4 separate regions of the Mus musculus genome follow, and regions 1, 2 and 3 are each linked to region 4. Evidence: chromatin contacts called from public HiChIP or PLAC-seq and Micro-C data. All regions are on one chromosome and are shown on one strand. Each heading gives the region's core, a stretch centred on a gene start, on an enhancer-like site or on the middle of the called end of the contact. The rest is flanking DNA. Distances are from core to core; before and after follow the strand shown. Region 1 has its middle 49 kb from the start of 5430437J10Rik. Region 2 holds the start of 5430437J10Rik (RIKEN cDNA 5430437J10 gene). Region 3 has its middle 28 kb from the start of 5430437J10Rik. Region 4 holds the start of Ptger4 (prostaglandin E receptor 4 (subtype EP4)).

Region 1 (4,315 bases), core at 660-3,159, 200 kb after region 4:
ATTATCCTTTGAAGGGCTGAATTCATGAAAAGATTTTGTTTGGATTTTGTTTTATCATGGAATACTTTGGTTTCTCCATCTATGGTAATTGAGAGTTTTTCTTGGTATAGTAGCCTGGGCTGGCATTTGTGTTCTCTTAGGGTCTGCATATCATCTGTACAGGATCTTCTGGCTTTCATAGGCTCTGGTGAGAAACCTAGTGTAATTCTAATAGGCCTGCCTTTATATGTTACTTGACATTTTCCCCTTACTGCTTTTAATATTCTATCTTTATTTCATGCATTTGTTGTTCTGATTATTATGTGTTGGGAGGAATTTCTTTTCTGGTCCAGTCTATTTGGACTTCTGTAGGCTTCTTGTATGTTCATGGGCATCTCTTTCTTTAGGTTTGTGAAGTTTTCTTCTATAATTTTGTTGAAGATATTTGCTGGCCTTTTAAATTGAAAAATCTTCATTCTCATTTACTCCTATTATCCATAGGTTTGCTCTTCTCATTGTGTTCAGAATTTCCTGGATGTTTTGAGTTAGGATCTTTTAGCATTTTGCATTTTCTTTGACTGTTGTGCCGGTGTTCTCTATGGAATCTTCTGCATGTGAGATTCTCTCTTCCATCTCTTGTATTCTGTTGCTGATTCTCACATGTATGGTTCCAGATATCTTTCCTAGGGTTTCTATCTCCACCACTGTCTCACTTTTGGTTTTCTTTATTGTGTTTAGTTTCCCTTTTAGGTCTTGTATGGTTTTGTCCTATTCCATCACCTGTTTGGTTGTGTTTTCCTGTATTTCTTTAAGGGATTCTACCTCTTTAGCAGTGTTCTCCTGTATTTCTTTAAGTGAGTTATTAAAGTCCTTCTTGATGTCCTCTACCAGCATCAAGAGATATGATTTTAAAACCGAGTCTTGCATTTTGGGTGTGTTGGGTATCTAGGACTGGCTGAGGTGGGAGTGCTGGGTTCTGATGATGGTGAGTGGTCTTGGTTTCTGTTAGTAAGATTCTTATGTTTGCCTTTCGCCCTCTGGTAATTTCTGGAGTTAGTTGTTATAGTTGTCTCTGATTGGAGCTTGCTCCTCCTGTGATTCTGTTAGCCTCTGTGAGCAGATCTGGTAGTGTAGCTCTCTCCTGAGTTTCAGTGGTCAGAGTACTCTCTGTAGGCAAGTTCTCCTTTTTCAGGGAAGGTGCACAGATATCTTGTGTTTGGACCTCCCTCCTGGCTTAAGATGAAGTCCTGAAACAGGGCCTGTCCCAGAATCTGTATACCTTCTGTAGTGTGTTCTCTCACCTGAGCAGACTAGTCTCTGAGGGATCTGGTACCCAATATTGCTCTCCCAGGTGCTCTGTTGTAGAGCCCTCCTGGGCAGGGCAGATACCTCTCCTCTGTCAGGGAAGGTGCCGGGATGTCTGGAGCCCGAAATGGGCTCTGTTCCAGAAGCTGTGTTGCTTCTGCCTGTTGTAGAAGCTGTGTAGCTTCTGTAGTCCGCACTCTCGCCTGGGCAGACTAGTCTTTGAGGGATCTGGGACCCAAGATGGCTCCCCCCAGGTGCTCTGCAGCAGAGCCCTCCTCTGTCGGGGAAGGTGCCTGGATGTCTGGAGACTATAAATTTTTACTTCCTGGTTCCTGTTTTCTTCTGTGTAACTCTTCAACTTTACACTGTATCCTTGTTTCCTTTTCTGTAATCCCTCAAAAGCATAGACTTTTCCCTGGAAAGGAAACTAGAGATCCTGTTGTCCAAGTCCTTCACCTTACAGACGAGAACCTCCAGGCCAATGTTGATTTATTAACACCCGGAAGATGAATAAAGTAATAGCAGAAGTGAAAGATTAGGATCTTTTGAGCATAGTTGCTGTCAACGTGGTTTGACTCTTCTCAGAGCTCTGAGTCACTGTCTGTGTGATTGCACATTTGATTAAACACATACAGTTCCTTCTATAATTAGAGGCAGGTAAAAATAGCAAAGTGACTTGACCACTTCTCCATTTCCCTGGAGCCCATGTCACAATTATCGTCTTCCTTTTGACAGCAATGTTATAGTTTTATATTAACTATTTTATTCGTTTTTGGGGGTTTAATATAATTACTGCCTGGGGCCACTGAGGATTAGTGAAGCATATGTAAATAAAATCTGGGTGAGTTCAGAAAAGCACGAGGAGGGGAGATGTAGGAAACCCCCTGTAGCATTGCAGAGGTGTCAGGGCAGAAGTGAGAGCTGCAAACATGTCACAGCCTGGCGATGCTGTATCATAACCTACAAGTCAGGAGGTCTGGATTCCCTGTTCCTGGGTGCAGGTCTGAACCTTGGAAAGTTGATGACATTTAGCTGTCATTGGTGGCTTTCATTATTAGAATGAGCTAAAAGAGAAGGGACCTTTAAAGTGACCTTTCCCACCAGAACCTATGACCCAGATGATGTCATGCATGACAGGCCCTGTTACAGGGATTTTTCACATGATCAGCTGAGGAGCTACAATATCCATTTTGAACTTGTCCTGTAGTTCTCAAAAGAATGTACTAATCTTCAGCCGTGTGTGTGTGTGTGTGTGTGTGTGTGTGTGTGTGTGTGTGTGTGGGCCTTCTGTATGAGAATGAGAAGATGTTGGGTGAGAGCCTCATTTAGGTGACAGGAAAATAAATTACTTCAATCTACATTAATGATGAAAGTTCATTTACTCCTATTTTATTAATATATTTTTAGTTAAAAGAGAATTACATCCCTTTCCCACTACCCCTTTCCTCCCTCCAGCCCCTTCCCAGATATTTTTTCCTCCAATCCCTCCTATGACCTTCCCATGCTTACATTGCTAGCCTCTATTTCTTTGATTATTACTGTTTCATATATACATATGTGTGTGTGTGTGTGTGTGTGTGTGTGTGTGTGTGTGCACGTGCATAAGTATCCACAAATATATAATCAACTTTCTGGGTCTTTTTTGGTTGTTTGTGTATATATGGACCCGTATTCATTGAGTAACCAACAAGGGGACTTATATCCAGGAGAGGCTAATTCTCCTCTGGCTGTTATTAGTTGCCTGTGGGTGGGTCCCATGACATTTTACCCACTTTCATGTCACCAGATCTATTGATAATGAAATTGTTCCAGTCTTGTTTATTCAGCCATTTCTAGGAGAGACTGTTTCACAGCCAACTTCCTGGTGTTCTGGATCAGACAATCTTTTTACCCTTTCTTCCAGGATATGCCCTGAGCCAAGCCATAGATATAAGAGCTGTGATATAAGTGTATCCATTGAGGCTGGGCTCCTCATGATCTGTCGCTGTATTGTGTTCAGCTGTGGGTTTTTTGTGATAGACTCCATTTGCTGTAAATAGAGGCTCTGTTTGATGAGGTGTGGGAGCTACCTACACTTATCTGTACCCACAGCATTGAAGGATGAGATTTGAGTTGTAGTGAGTAATTACTCTGGTTTAGCCAAGTCATGGTGGTAAATTCTTTTCTAAGGTCTATGCCCTCACAAAACTTGAGAAGCTAGCTAGATTTCCCATACAAGGCATGAATTCCTTCCTGTTGCATGAGACTTAAGTCTAATTAGACAGCTGTTGGTTATCACCAACACACAAGGGATTCTCATTTCATTCTTTGGATATCTTATCATGCTGATCATTGTTGTGCTTCATAGGTTTTGCAGCTGGGTAGGACTCTTGAGTTGCCTCCCTCCACTGACAACTTGTATATCATAGAAGCTAGAGTCATCCACTTGACTCATCTGAGTTCTGGGTTCAAAGTGTGTGGTGTTAGCAGTAAACGAGGACTACATTGATAGTAGTCTGTGTTGTTTTAGGAGTCACTTGAATAACTCTTAAACATTCCAAAGAAAATTTCTCATTCTGGCTCCTGGATTTTGTTGGTGTTAGCCTATGGTTGTTTTGGGGAAGCAATTAAAAAAATAGCATGTAAGTGAATGGAGTCTTCAGCAATAGTGACTTACCTCCCACCTCTGGGGCAACAAAAGGCAGTCCAGTAGCCTATAATATTTTGGGATTTTCTTGGAAAACCCTGACAAAAACGAGAGCTTCTTGTGCTTGGTGTTAGGGTTATGTTAGTCTATGACTCCTCAGGGAGCACTGTATCGATGGTCATCTCTGAAAACATACACAGAAAAGTAACATTGTTTGTACTGAGCAGGTTGTATTTATATATTTACGAATATGTATATATGTATATAAATTTATTACATATTTGTAACCAGTCTTTTTTTATTTATTAGGTATTTTCTTCATTTACATTTCCAATGCTATCCCAAAAGTCCCCCATACACTCCCCCCCACTCCCCTACCCACCCACTCCCACTTCTTGGCCAGGC
Region 2 (4,273 bases), core at 1,509-4,008, 250 kb after region 4:
GTGATAGTATATGTGGCTGGGTGTGAATTGAGGGGGCAGCAGCAAGAGTTGCTCTAAACTTTGTTAAGATCTGAGTGCCAGAGGCAGAGAGAATTGGCTCTCAGAAGGAGGGGGTGTAGTTGGGAATGTGTGGGAGGGCTATTAACATCTGGTTTCTTTCCTGCTGGCTTGTTCCACAAACTTCTTTCTTCTAAGACATCTCTGTGTGTCTTATCATATTTATTTATTTTTCTCTGCTGAGCACCCAAGGAAGCTAAGAGCTGGCTAAAGTTTGCAAATGAAGATCAGCTATAAACCACACTGTCCCTTAGTAGTGTGGCCCTTGCAGGAGAACTTACATGTTCTCCATCCAACACAAGGCTGTAGAGCACACGGTAGCTGATGTCACACCCCCTTTTTGGCATCTACACCCTATTTTGTAAAGTTAGGAGATCTCAAGACCATAAAAAATGTCCTAGGGTACTGTCCTAATTCAAATACACATGCATGAACATATGCATGCACACAAGCACTTATGCACCTATACATGCACGCATTCATACATGCACACATGCACACATGTTACCTTCTGAAATGATTTTTTTGTCTGTGACGCATTCTTTTTGCCCCTTTCTTCACATTTTGAGCCTTGGTTTCACAACATCACCTTGGCTTCTGGGTGGAATTGACAACTCTCTGTTCTTCCCATAGGGTCACCAGCTGATGGTGGAATGAGCTGGCATCCATTCTGAAGCTGCTATCTGTTGGAATGCTTTCAGACAAAGCAGGAAATAAAAAGGAAAATTTTAGGAATTAAAGACAATTTCCATGGAATAAGAAAATCCCTACTGATAATTTCCCCAGACATACTTAGAGAACCTATGTAAACAGAAAAAGAAAATTTCAAAGATTTAATCAGAGCCAAGGCCCAGAATATAACAGAAAGGCTAAAGACATTACAGGGAAGAATGTGGTCTTCAGAAAAGGATCAGAGAGAGTTTAAGAACAGTGATAGGGCTGTAATAGGCTCCAAACGTTCTGTGGTCTTCAGTTTTGCACACTAGTTTATGTTGACTAGTACCAAGAGACTGAAATCCTAGCAGCTGGGCAGACCTAGGATGCCAACTAAGGTGGCTAATAGTCTATTGGGACTATGGGAGCACTTGGTTTGTGGCTAGTATAGACTGTGACATACTCAAAGTGTAAGATGCTCACCATGTTCTGATGACTGCATATGGGGAAAAAACAGCAGAAAAAAGGTGCTCATTAATAGTCTAACATTGATTAGATACTGAAATGATGAGTATTTTGAACATGTTAAGTTAAAATGTATTACTGAAATTAATCTTAATCTATGAAAAAAAAAAAACCTGTCCTTACTAGAAAATTGAAAACTATACCTGTGGTTCCTGTGAGTAGCCTGTATTCCATTTCTAGCATGTAGTGTAGACTTGGGCACAGCAAAGCTTTGTGTAGGAAGCTTAGCTGGCTGGGCTTCAGTGTATGCATCTCTGAAAGTCAGGAGCAAAGATGACTGGAAGGACTTGGTCCTCAAAGGCTTTGATCACATTCTTTCTTCAGTCCATGATTAACCTTGAGAAAATGACTTCTTATGAATATCGACTTATGCTTTCACGTTGGTGACACATTACCTTGGACATATTAGGTCTCCCAATGTTAGTCAGTTTGCAAATAATCTCTAAGTATAGCTCATTATTTATGGTAGCAAATGGAGATGTGCAGCTCAACATATTGAGAAACCCAGGGTGGAGAGCGTAGGGCAAGGGTCACAGAGTGAATCACAGCCTGGGTTTGAATTGGCATCTCTATGAGTCATTCTTGAGTTTAACCACTAGACAAATTTCCTCTTGAGAAATACTAAGTGTGATGGATCTTTCCCACCAGCATTCCAAGGACTGTTGAATCGGTGTCTGCCAAGATAATTATTAAGTAATAAAAGTGAGGTGGGCGACATGAAATTTCGTGGATCCTAGCCAGGAGCGATGTGTTATCTGTGTAAGAAACTGGCCCAATCTGAGACGTTTAAAGGGAACACAGTGATGTTATGTCTTTAGGGAGACATGGAGGGAATCCCACTGCAGAAGTGAAAGTGCTACTTCCTGCTTTTTAAAAAATCATTTCAAAATGGAAACGTATTTAGAAAAATGCCAAGACCAGGTTCATGGTGCTTTTTCACAAGGCTGAGGCCCCAGTTGGGTGGGAGTGAGAACTTGCATAAATTCTTTTCTGTCCCAAGAGGTATTTGAGCAGTGTGCTTCTACATGATGAAGCCGGTTACATCTGTGAACATGGTTACACCTGTGAGGTAGGCATATTTAAGCTTTCGAGGGTTGTAGTTCATGGCACTGAGCTTTGGTCCCATGATACTGCATGCACAACTTTCCTGTGGCAGTGATTGCAATCTGGTGAGCACCAGCATCTCTGCTCACAGCTGCTCTTTGTATCCCGCAGGTGAAGGAATTTAGTGTTTCTTTAGCATTTATTTTTTTAATACTGAGGAATGTAGGTACTTGTAGCCACATTGGTAGTGGTTTGTGAGAATTGAGGAATTGAGCCTAGCTATGTGACCACTCTCCACCCTCAGAAAAAAAAAAAAAAAAGAAAAGGGAAGAGAGAACTCAGGATGTAAAAGGCCTCTCATTGAGAGACTAGCCAGTTGGGATAGGAAGCCATGAGCTGCCAATCCACAGCACCTCCTATTGTAGCTAGAAAAGGGTGGGATGAAGATGGCTTTTACATCTCTAGGACGGAGGTGTTAGAAGCTGGATCAGGGACTGGATCAGAGGATCAGGGGAGGTAAGGTAATTTGTATGAGGAATTAGAGCTGCAGATACTTATGAAAGCTATGGGGAAGGACCAACCTAGAGCAGTGATTCATGCAGATAAAGATGGTAGGCTACCCAATCAGGGAGTCTAATACATAAGTTTGAAGATTTTGTTCTCTCTCTAGTGTAATCTCTGTCATATAACCCTATATTTAGACAAGAAAGAATTCACTATAGAGGCTGAGCAGTGGTGCTCCAGGAACTTGTCTACTGTGGGGTAGATTCATGATAACCTACTTAAGGCGGCAGCCACTAGAAGAAGGAAGAGTCAACACAGAATGCAAAGCATGGTATTTTGTTTTTATTTTTCAAGCTACTTCATCTGGGATTTAATGGGTAAGTTACAGTTAATTTTTAAAAATTTATTTATTTATTTACACCCCAAATGCTGCTGCCCCTCCTACTGGTCTTCCCTTCATGGAGTTCCTCCTGTCCTCTCCCACTGACACAGGACAAGGTATGCAGCAGCCCTCTGCTACATATGTGCCGGGGTCCTTGGTCCAGCCCAGGTATGGTGTTTGCTTGGTGGCTCAGCCTCTGAGAGCTCCCAGGGGTCCAGGATTTTTGACACAGTTAGTCTTTCAGTAGGGTTCCTATCCCCTTCAGGGCCTTCAATCCCATAAGGGTCCTGGAAGTGGTTATCTGCATCTTTTTGGTCAGCTGCTGGGTGGAGCTTCTCAGAGGACAGTCATGCTAGGCTTCTGTCTGTAAGCTTAACAGAGAATCATTAATAGTGTCAGGAATTGGTGCTTGCCTAAGGGATGGGTCTCAAGTTGGACCAGCTATTGGTTGGTCATTCCTTCATTCTCTGCTCCATTTGGCCCTGCATTTCTCTTAGACAGGACACATTTTGGGTTGAAAGTTTTGTGGGTGGGTTGGTGTCCTTAGCCCTCCACTGGGGTCCTTCCTGACTACAGGAGGTAGTGTCTTCAGGTCCATGTCCCCACTGATAGGCATCTCCACTAGGTTACCCTCATTGACTCCTGGGAGCCTCCCCTATCTCAGTTCTCAGGGACAGCCTAGAAATCCACTCCCCCCATCTCTGGCAGCTGCAGATTTCCATTTATTATCCTGGTCTTCTGGGCCTTACTCTTGTCTCTGGCCACACCTGATCCTGTCCTCCTGTTTCCCTCATGCTCCTCTCTCCCATCCACTTTCCTCCCTCCCCTTGCCTCCCTTTACTATTATGTTTCCCTTCTAAGTGGGATACAAGCATCCTCACTTGGGTCTTCTTGTTTAACTTCTTTGGGTCTGTGGGTGTATCATGAGTATCCTGTTTTTTATGGCTAATATCCACTTAGTAGTGAGTACATACCATGCATATATTTTTGGGTCTGGGTTACCTCAGTCAGGATGATATTTTCTAGTTCCATCCACTTGCCTGAAAAATTCTTGATGGTCTTGTTTTTAATAGCTGATTAGTATTCCATTGTGTAAATGAACCACAC
Region 3 (4,099 bases), core at 262-2,761, 220 kb after region 4:
CACTGACTGACTAACTAACTAACTAACTAACTAACTAACTAACTAGCTAGCTAGCTGGCTAACCAAGAAAGCAGAACTCCTAATTAACACAGTCAAAAATGTATAGGGAAATGTCAAAACAGACACCAAGGAAATTCAGTATTTTATATGGGACAACTTTAAAAGCTTATATTATTATATTAAGAATTTTGAAATAAATGCGTGAAATCCTACATTTATCTAAACCACCAAAACTAATGCAGAAGAGATCAACAACTTTACAGACACACAACAAATATGGAGAAACAGTATTGAAACAGTATTAAAAACAATGCAGTTGAAAGAAGCCCAGGTCTGGGTATATCCATAGTAGAATCCTAGCAGACTTGTAAAGACTTAAAACCAATACTCTAACTCTCTTATGACTGAAAGCTCTGGAATGCTAAGAAATGTGGGGCCAATGGCCAGCATGACTGAGCAAGCCTCGTTTTCTTCAGTCAAAAATTCCTTTGAAAAATTTTGTTCTTTCAATTGATTAACTTTAAAAAAATTTAGATAAAAGGGGTTTTGATTTTTGAGAATTGCATGCATGAGTGTTGTATGCCATTTCCGCCGTTCTCTATCCTCCTCCCACAATCTCCACTCTCTCAAATTCATGACCTATTTATTGTTTCTCTCTCGCTTCTCTCCGTCCCCCATCTCACATACACATTTAAACATATATACAACTTGCTGAGTCCATTAGAATTGCTCTTGTGTATATATGTTTACAGATGGCCACTTGGGACTGGGTAGCTTTTGAGGGTACTCTTCCCCAGAGAAGACCTCTTCTTCCATAGCCTTTAATTGCCTTTAGCACTTTATCAGAGGGAAGGGCCTTGTGAGATTTCCCACACCTGTGTTGGCATGGCAACTGGGGTTGTATTTAATACTAACAGCACATTTTCTGGCCCCTTGGCTCTTATATTTCCCCATTTCCTTTTCTGTAGTGCCCTCTGAGCACTGTTAGGGTTTTATTACAGACATAGCTATTATCCCATTACCACTTGTTCTCTGAATTTTGAGCAGTTGTGGCCTTCTGTAATGGTCTCTGTCTACGGCAAAAAGACATTTCTATGATAAGGGTGAGGACTTCACTTATCTCTGTGTATAAGGTAAGTATTTACAATGCAATTAGACATCATATTGGTTCAGGAAAGTGGGAATAGATCTCCTCTATGATCTGCAGCTTCACCAACCATAGGTTGGCTAGGTTGACCAGGCCAGGCATAATGCTTTCCTACTGACAGGGCTTTAAGTCTAACTAAAGCACTGAGGAGTATGCCAAGATGTAAGTGCTACTATTACAGCATTGAGACAGGGGCTTGCTAGCTTGTCTGTCTAGTTCCTTTGCCGAGCTTCAGGCCAGTGAGAGACTCTGCTTGTCTCAAAGGAGATGAACAGTGTTTTTGAAGATGATACCCGAGGTTATCCCTGGCCTCTACCTGTACACATATAAGTATACATATGCACTTGTATGCATGCATATGCACACACATAGGCACACATTACCACTACCACCATTGCACACATGAACAAACTTACATGTACACAGAGATAACCATGCATGAAATGATTAAATGTAGAAATTCTGTAGTAGTCTTGACTTTTAAATAAAGAAATGAAAATGAAAGTAATGAAATGATCTGGTGGAAGTCACACTGCTTGCCAGCAATAAAGTTGGGCCAGGCATACAGAAGGAAAGAAAAAAATACTAAGGTTCCAAGATCTCCCACTTAGGAGCATGTCCATTCCAAATTTGTCCCTATTTGTCCCTAGCTCTTGAAGCTTTCTTTATCTCTCAAAAGAACCAAATTGGAGACCACATCTTTCATATAGATGTCTTTTGAGAACAACTAAGATTCAAATTATAGCATGACAAGTGTGCAGGACAAGAAGAAATATAAACCCAATGCTAATTCTCCCAGTACTTAATATCTACAGATTGATATAAGACTTACAGGATGAACAAATAATGAACAGTACAACCCAGTGATTCTTCTCAAGTTCCCTGTGCATAAAAATCACAAATGCATTTTGCTACAAGCACGGACTTTATTTCAGAAGGTCTGAAGTATGGTGAGTCTGGGTTTCTTACAAAATCTCAGGTGAAAGACAAACTACTAAAAAAGATGTATTTTTAGTAACAAGACAAGGCAGAAGACAATTAACCTTAAATTACATCATACAACTAGACAACAGGAAGGAGTTCAAAGGAACAAGGCACAATCATGGTCCTTTTAATGAAACAGATTGCATTTGAGACCATACTGCTTGGGACAGATGGTACAGCAGTGCTGGGAAACACCCTTTGTGAGAGTCTCCACTGGTTCTCTATAGAATTGTCTGTATAAAAGAATAGACTAAGCGAGAGCAACAGGGCCATCATATCCAAGGTCAGCTTACAAAGACATATCACCTTTCATCTTGCTCTCTCTGCCCCACTGGCCTGTTATAAGCTGCCAATCACTGAGGCTATGTGAAAAGCAAACAACCAGCTGTGATCTGAGATCTGATGAGAGTCACAGGAGTGAGGCAGAAGTAGGTCTTTGCCGAGCCAAGTGTTGAGATGATTATGATTCCAGGACACCGAAAGACTGAACTGTAGGATTCTTAATTCAACTCTCAGATTCCCCCTCACAGATATATTAGTCATTGTTTTAAGCTCCTGAATTGCACAGCCATAAGTAATTGATACAGCTAGAAATAATCTTAAAAGGAGAAAGAGTGAAATTTGATTCTGGAGCAGGCAAGGGCTTGGTTGACTGCTGGAAAGAATATGAACATGATGCAGGAGCCAGTTTATGTTTGCTCTCTCTCTCTCTCTCTCTCTCTCTCTCTCTCTCTCTCTCTCTCTCTCTCTCTTTCTCTCTCTGTCTCTCAGTCTTGTGTTTTCTATCATTCTCTCTTCGTGACTGTATGAAGCTATAGTTCACATACAATACACATAGAATATATTTCAGTCGTTCAAGTGCACAACTCACTGGTTTTTAGCATGTTTAAAGAGTTTTGAAACTCACCACAGTCCATATTCAGATACTGTATTTTCATTCGAGACAAATCTCTTACTAAAGAGAAAACGTATCTAATTTCTTTCGATGCATTCAAGCCCAAGAGAAAGGGTTTCTCTGTGTAACAGCTCCTGGAACTTGCTTTGTATACCAGGCTGGCCGGCCTCGAACTCGCAGAGATCCACCTGCCTCTGTCTCCCAAGTGTGGTTTGATGAGGGGTAAGAAGTATCCTTACCTTCGGGTATAAGGACAAATATTTAGAATGTAATTAGTGATTATGTTGGTCTGTGAGGCGGTGGTCTGTGCACAGACAGCCTGGTCCCGGTAGAGCAGAGGTCTGGAACTCTGGTGACCCGCTGGGTGGTGACTTCACCTGCATGGGACAGCAGGTGTTCAGCCATGCCTCCTGGGCCCCTGGCTCCTGTCATCGAAGCTACAGCCCTCCACAGTCCCCTGCAGAGAGGTATGTGGCCATCAGTCAGGAGCAGCACCAAGCCTTCCCACATGCAAATGAGGTTTCCCCAAAGCTCTCAGTCCAAACCACTGAGAAGCACCTGTTGTCAGACCCTCATCCACCCCAAAACTGTATATAAGAATCCTATCCAGAAGGATCAGAGGTGTGGGAGAACTATTCTGTCTTCTGAGCCTTCTGTCCAAGGAGCTGTAACACTTGGGAAGAGGTCTGCTCTCCCTAAGCGCTGCCTGAAGCTCCACCTCACTCCTCACTGGCTAGTCGGCCTTTAGTCAGCCCAGCCCGACCCAACTCAGTGCAGGACTGCGCAGGAGTACCCTGGAAGACATGGCAGAGACAGAGGTGGAGCCAACTGCAGCAACAAAAGCGACCTCCCCTCCCTTCTGGCACTTGCTTCCCTTCACTGGAACTCTCACACCAGGCCGGGCCAGAGATCTCCATGGAATGCCTCTGGTACACAGGCCCAGAGACTTGTGGTTGTAGATTCTTCTCTAAAATCCATGACTTCAGCAGCCCTGATCGGTTAGCAAGATTTCCAATACCAGGTATGACTTCCCTTTTGTTGAGTGGGTCTCAAGTGAAATTGAGAGCTGTTGA
Region 4 (4,648 bases), core at 355-2,854:
GAGAAGGCGGCGTAGGCCGTTACGTTGGTGGTCCAGTCGATGAAGCACCAGGTGCCCGGGTACTGCCGCTCGGATCTGCCCAGGCCCATGTTGGGCAGCGCGCAGAACAGCACGTTAGATGCATAGATGGCGAAGAGTGTGAGGCCGGCCAGCCGCTTGTCCACGTAGTGGCTGTAGAAGTAGGCGTGGTTGATGGCCAGGTAGCGCTCGATGCTCATGGCACAGATGATGCTGAGACCCGACAGACCGAAGAAAAGTAGGATGAAGGTGCTATAGTCACACAGTGCCTGGTCTCCGGGCCACTGGCCCTTCATGTATGTGGCGATGGTCACCGGGCTTACCAACAAGGTGCCCAGAAGGTCAGTGACAGCCAGCCCACATACTAGAGTGTAAAAGGTCGTCTCTTTCTGCTCCTTGCGCGACTTGCACAATACTACGATGGCCACCAGGTTGCCCACCACCCCGAAGATGAACATCACTGCGGGAATGGTCACCGGGCTGTTCAGCCTCTCCGGAGTGGAGGAGAAGGACGCGTTGACTCCGGGGATGGACATGATGGTGGTGGTTAGTAACACACAGCGTTGGAGCTCACGGTTCGATCTAGGAATGGTACCTAGAGAGAAAGAGAAACGAGCCATTTACCACTTGCAAGGTGTTCGACCCATGGCCAAAATGCTGTGTCGCAGAGATAAGGAGAGCACCCAGATCCAACTTCCTCATCGGTAGCTACTCATTAACTGTGACTACTTAAATTCCCAAGGTCTGGATCCGTTCTGTCAAGAGCACCGCTCTGCTGACATTAATATATTTATTTCCCGCCTATCCCCACCCCCACCGCTCCATAATCAGCTCATTCCCTCGCCGAGATGAGCAAGACCCTTCTCAAGGGAAAAGTGACTCCCTAGTGATATTCCCCACAGAATGGATAAAATGCTCATCGAAAGAAGTTATGGACATTTTGGGACACTATGGGACATTCTGTTCTTTGGTTTCCCGGAAGAGCGCCTGAACACGCAAAGACCTCCATCCCGACTTACCTGTAGGGTGGGGTTAGGAGCCCGGTGTGCCCAAGGCTCAGGCCTCAGATGTTCAGGACCTACCTCCAACCTCAGCCATCAGTCTCTTCCCACGCAGTGCGGAACTTGTCAAGCTTTTGCTGTCTCGGAACCGGGGCTCGGTGGCTGCCAACTTTCCGGAACTGAGGTCAGAGTATCTTGCTTTCAAAAAAGCTTGGAAAGCCAGAGAGGCTAGCGGGATGGGTCGGTGAAGACCAGTCTGGGGTTTCTTGTTTGATTTACTAACGCCTCCTCCTTTCAAAGGCGAGTCTCAGCTTTGCAGGGCCCGCGCAGGTCTAGTGCGGGAGGTCAGCGTCCAGGTGTGTCGCCGCCACGCGTGCAGGTGGAACAGAGCGTAGGTCCGGGCTCCCTCCTCCCCAGCAGCGGGCTGAACGGACAGCTACCGGAGAAGGCGGCTGCCGCTGAGGCCGCTCCTTGGGCTCTGGGGGCGGCACGGGGTCCACTGGGCCTGGGGCTCTGACCTGAGGCCGTTCATCTTCCTCTCCCGCTGCCGGGTTTCGAGCTTCGCTCTCGGCGTCTCCAGCCTCTGAACAAACTTTTCTCCTCCCGCAAGTTTCCCCGGAGGGGGCGGAGACAGTCATAGCGCGGCCCGGGCTTCCATTGGCTGATCTGGAAAGGGGGCGGGGCGAGACCTCCTCTAGCACCGCCTAGGAGCCCGGTGATGGAGGGCGGGGCGGAGAGCTGCGGAGGTCTGGAGGGACCTGCGGGGGTGCCACCCGGCTGCGGGTGCAGCTTCAGTGCCTTCCCTCCCTCGAAGGTACCGAAACCCCCCAGATCGAGTCCCCAGGAAACGCCAGCTCGAGCTTCGCCACTCCCAAGCTGGGCATTTAGCGGGAATGATGCTGGGACCTGTGTCTGGTCTACATTGCTCTGCGGGTTAGAGTGGTTAAATTCTCGCATCTTCCACCCACAGATCAAACATGTGGGTCTTGAGATGTCGGGACAATTGCTTTAGGGCTCTACCCGGGAGCCACAGAGCGGAGAGGAAAAGTGGGTGTGTGGTTGTCCGTGGGTGTGTACGCCCGAGAGCTCCGGGTGGGACTTGGCAGAGGCACGGTGAGTAGGTACCAGGCTTGGGCGGGGAGGCGACTAAGAATCCATCCTCTCACCATAAAAGGAGTTACTTGGCAGTGCCCTAGCTGCGCTCAATAGGGCACCAAAGCGGAGGCGGGGAGGAAGGCGAGCAACACGGAACTGCAACTTCTCACTTAGATGGCAGAGTTTAGGGCTTTCTTTGGAGACCTGTGGCCCACAGGCACACCTGAGATTTAGTTGAGGGGGACTGTTTAACTGTAGAGAGAGAGCATTCTTCCTCAGGAAGGCTGAAACAAGTGCTTTCCTGTTCAGTTTCTGCTAGCCATCTTCACCTGCGGGATGAGAGGGGTTTGAAATTCAAGCAAATTAACGAATTTCCAGGCGTTGCCTCTTTGTTAACTCGGAAAAGGTCTATTTGCCTTTCCCTATTCTTTGGTTTATAGTTTGTTCGGCTTCTTCTTTGATGAGGAACAATCATTTCTTAATTATCAACTATTCTCCTAAAAAACAGAATTTAAGATCGGAAAACACCAGGGGGCAATTAAAACCCTGTCACCAGATCCTTTAAAAACTACACAATGAGACTGTAGTATGGTTTTCTGAACAATTCAACTTCTTACAAAAACCTCACTCCATGCTTAGCATCTAACCGGGTAACTAGGTGGCTTGAATCTTGTGTGAAACAAGTAGGTATGCCTCTACTGTTATTTATGGGGGCTGGAGAGATGGCTCGGCAGTTAAGAGCACTGACTGCTCTTCCAGAGGTCCTGAGTTCAATTCTCAGCAACCACATGGTGGCTCACAACCATCTGTAATAAGATCTGATGCCCTCTTCTGGTGTGTCTGAAGATAGCTACAGTGTACTCACATAAATAAATCTTTTTTTTTTTTAAATCTGCCAAGAATTTATGATTCTTCAGCAAGCCTCAGAAACAAACGAGTAGTGAGAGAACCAAGATTTTACGATTTCAACTAACTTCAGCCTAGAGAAGTACTCAGAATTGTGTTTACTTGTATAAGGGAACATGTGGGTATCAAAATACATTTCGTGTGCAAGCCTTTTCATCAGGAACATCAGAAGGGAAAGCATTCTTAGCTGATAAAAAAAAAAGTCAGTGGTGATGTTCAGTTTTTGAGTCTGCTGTCACCATTGATGTCGTTTTGGTGTCTGCATGTCCTTTGGAGAGTAATCTCTAGAATGGTGTCAGCACAGAACACAAATCAACACCAGAAAAATAAGGACGGAAACTACCTTGCACCCCCATTCCTCACCGGCCACACTGTATGATTGGTACTCATGTTAGCTGGTTGTCAGAAAAACATGAGACGACATTCCTCATAGCCTGCTAACAAACTCCTTCCCAGTTTCTTTCCTCTTTAAGTTCCTGAAATGCAAAAAATTAATACTGGTGTAGTTCAGGCTACAGGAAATAGTTTCAGTCCACACAGATGGCCTTGGATAAACTAGATATAAAGCAAGCCCAGGCTCACAAAATTTGGAAAGGGATTGGTTGGAACGGAAGAAAGGAGGGAGAGGGAGACAAGCAGAGATCTTGGAGGTAAGAGAGGGTTTGCAAAGAGAGTAAGGATGAATTGTGAACAGTTATGACATTTCAGAGAAATTTCTAATTAAAAATTGTTGGTATTAATTTTTCATGACAGAGAGTATATTAAGGTGGGCATAGCGGTACAGACCTGTATTCACAACATTTGAAAGGCTGAGATAGGAAGACTGAGTTCAAGGCTAGTCTGGGCTGTATTATGAGACCTTATTAAAAACACACCTAAAAAGCACGATTATTAAGTATCTTAAAGTATACTATTGGGAAAAATCAGTGTCTATTATTGGATGTGTTATTGACTGAGACATTTGCTTGCTAATCTTTTAGACTTTCTTCACGATAGCTTTAAGCTAACAGAAAATAAGAATCCAGTTTACGAAGCTGAAACAAAATGCAGTGAAGCTCATCTATATCTTCTTTTTTTTGTCTGTTTTTGTTTTTTCGAGACAGGGTTTCTCTGTATAGCCCTGGATGTCCTGGAACTCACTTTGCAGACCAGGCTGGCCTTGAACTCAGAAATACGCCTGCCTCTGCCTCCCGAGTGCTGGGATTAAAGGCATGTGCCACCACACCTAGCGCTTGGTCTACCATTTTTAAAAAACACAATGTTCCTTCTTATGTTCTGTAACTGTAAGGAGTTGCCTTCTCTTTCTCCTTAAGATTTATTTATTTTCAATGCATTTGGGTCTTTTGCTTGCATGGATGCCTGTGCACCACATGTGTGTCTGCTGCCTGTAGAGACTAGAAGAGGTCACTGGATCTCCTGGACCTGGTGTCACAGAAAGAAAGCTGAAGGCTGGTCTGTGGATGCTGGGAATCAAAGCCGAATCCTCTACAAGAACAGCAAGTGCTTTTGGCCACTGAGCCATCTCTCCTACCCTGGTTCACCATTCTTAAAATTTAAAATGAGTCTTTGGAAGTAAAAGTTGAAAGTTGCATCTTCAGTCATACTACCTCCAGTATGTCTTTGCCTAA

The links. HiChIP or PLAC-seq counts read pairs in DNA pulled down with a chosen protein or histone mark. Hi-C and Micro-C count contacts between places; a contact is called where the count stands out from the background.
Region 1: a Micro-C map of macrophages shows a contact between it and region 4, with 6 times the contacts expected there. The contact joins the enhancer-like site here to the promoter of Ptger4 in region 4. A contact is called at or near these places in 7 of 39 promoter capture datasets (the 3T3-L1 cell line, the C10 cell line, hematopoietic stem and progenitor cells and 3 more), 3 of 15 datasets of contacts at CTCF or cohesin (CD8 T cells, the NIH/3T3 cell line and pro-B cells), 26 of 484 Hi-C or Micro-C datasets (B cells, the Ba/F3 cell line, the C2C12 cell line and 17 more), 17 of 115 datasets of contacts at active chromatin or transcription factors (the 230-238 cell line, CD8 T cells, the SCID.adh cell line and 11 more) and 5 of 9 other capture datasets (adipose tissue, bone marrow-derived macrophages, liver and 2 more).
Region 2: a CTCF HiChIP or PLAC-seq map of the NIH/3T3 cell line shows a contact between it and region 4, with 32 read pairs. The contact joins the promoter of 5430437J10Rik here to the promoter of Ptger4 in region 4. A contact is called at or near these places in 18 of 39 promoter capture datasets (the 3T3-L1 cell line, 3T3-L1-derived adipocytes, the C10 cell line and 12 more), 2 of 15 datasets of contacts at CTCF or cohesin (the NIH/3T3 cell line and large pre-B cells), 20 of 484 Hi-C or Micro-C datasets (3T3-L1-derived adipocytes, the Ba/F3 cell line, the C2C12 cell line and 12 more), 19 of 115 datasets of contacts at active chromatin or transcription factors (the 230-238 cell line, the SCID.adh cell line, bone marrow-derived dendritic cells and 12 more) and 5 of 9 other capture datasets (adipose tissue, embryonic stem cells, liver and 2 more).
Region 3: an H3K4me3 HiChIP or PLAC-seq map of the SCID.adh cell line shows a contact between it and region 4, with 31 read pairs. The contact joins the enhancer-like site here to the promoter of Ptger4 in region 4. A contact is called at or near these places in 9 of 39 promoter capture datasets (the 3T3-L1 cell line, 3T3-L1-derived adipocytes, the C10 cell line and 6 more), 3 of 15 datasets of contacts at CTCF or cohesin (CD8 T cells, the NIH/3T3 cell line and large pre-B cells), 9 of 484 Hi-C or Micro-C datasets (the G1E-ER4 cell line, bone marrow-derived macrophages, embryonic stem cells and 4 more), 11 of 115 datasets of contacts at active chromatin or transcription factors (the 230-238 cell line, CD8 T cells, the NIH/3T3 cell line and 7 more) and 4 of 9 other capture datasets (adipose tissue, liver, macrophages and 1 more).

The regions. Positions count from the first base shown.
Region 1 is chr15:5,444,707-5,449,021 of GRCm38.p6, forward strand. It overlaps the pseudogene Gm46496. Among named protein-coding and RNA genes, the nearest start is that of 5430437J10Rik, 49 kb to the right of the region's middle. Within about 2 kb of position 1,910, at least 126 of the 459 cell types and tissues checked have an H3K27ac peak or open chromatin away from gene starts, as enhancers often do. A contact at or near this core is called in the 230-238 cell line, B cells, CD8 T cells and 20 more, where this site is marked.
Region 2 is chr15:5,493,560-5,497,832 of GRCm38.p6, forward strand. It overlaps 5430437J10Rik (RIKEN cDNA 5430437J10 gene), which reads left to right and starts at 2,759. Exons shown (of 5, transcript NR_045274.2): 1 at 2,759-2,796.
Region 3 is chr15:5,466,395-5,470,493 of GRCm38.p6, forward strand. No RefSeq gene overlaps it. Among named protein-coding and RNA genes, the nearest start is that of 5430437J10Rik, 28 kb to the right of the region's middle. Within about 2 kb of position 1,512, at least 8 of the 459 cell types and tissues checked have an H3K27ac peak or open chromatin away from gene starts, as enhancers often do. A contact at or near this core is called in the SCID.adh cell line, where this site is marked.
Region 4 is chr15:5,242,583-5,247,230 of GRCm38.p6, forward strand. Ptger4 (prostaglandin E receptor 4 (subtype EP4)) reads right to left here and starts at 1,605. Exons shown (of 3, transcript NM_008965.2): 1 at 1,101-1,605; 2 at 1-613. The coding sequence starts at 1,116.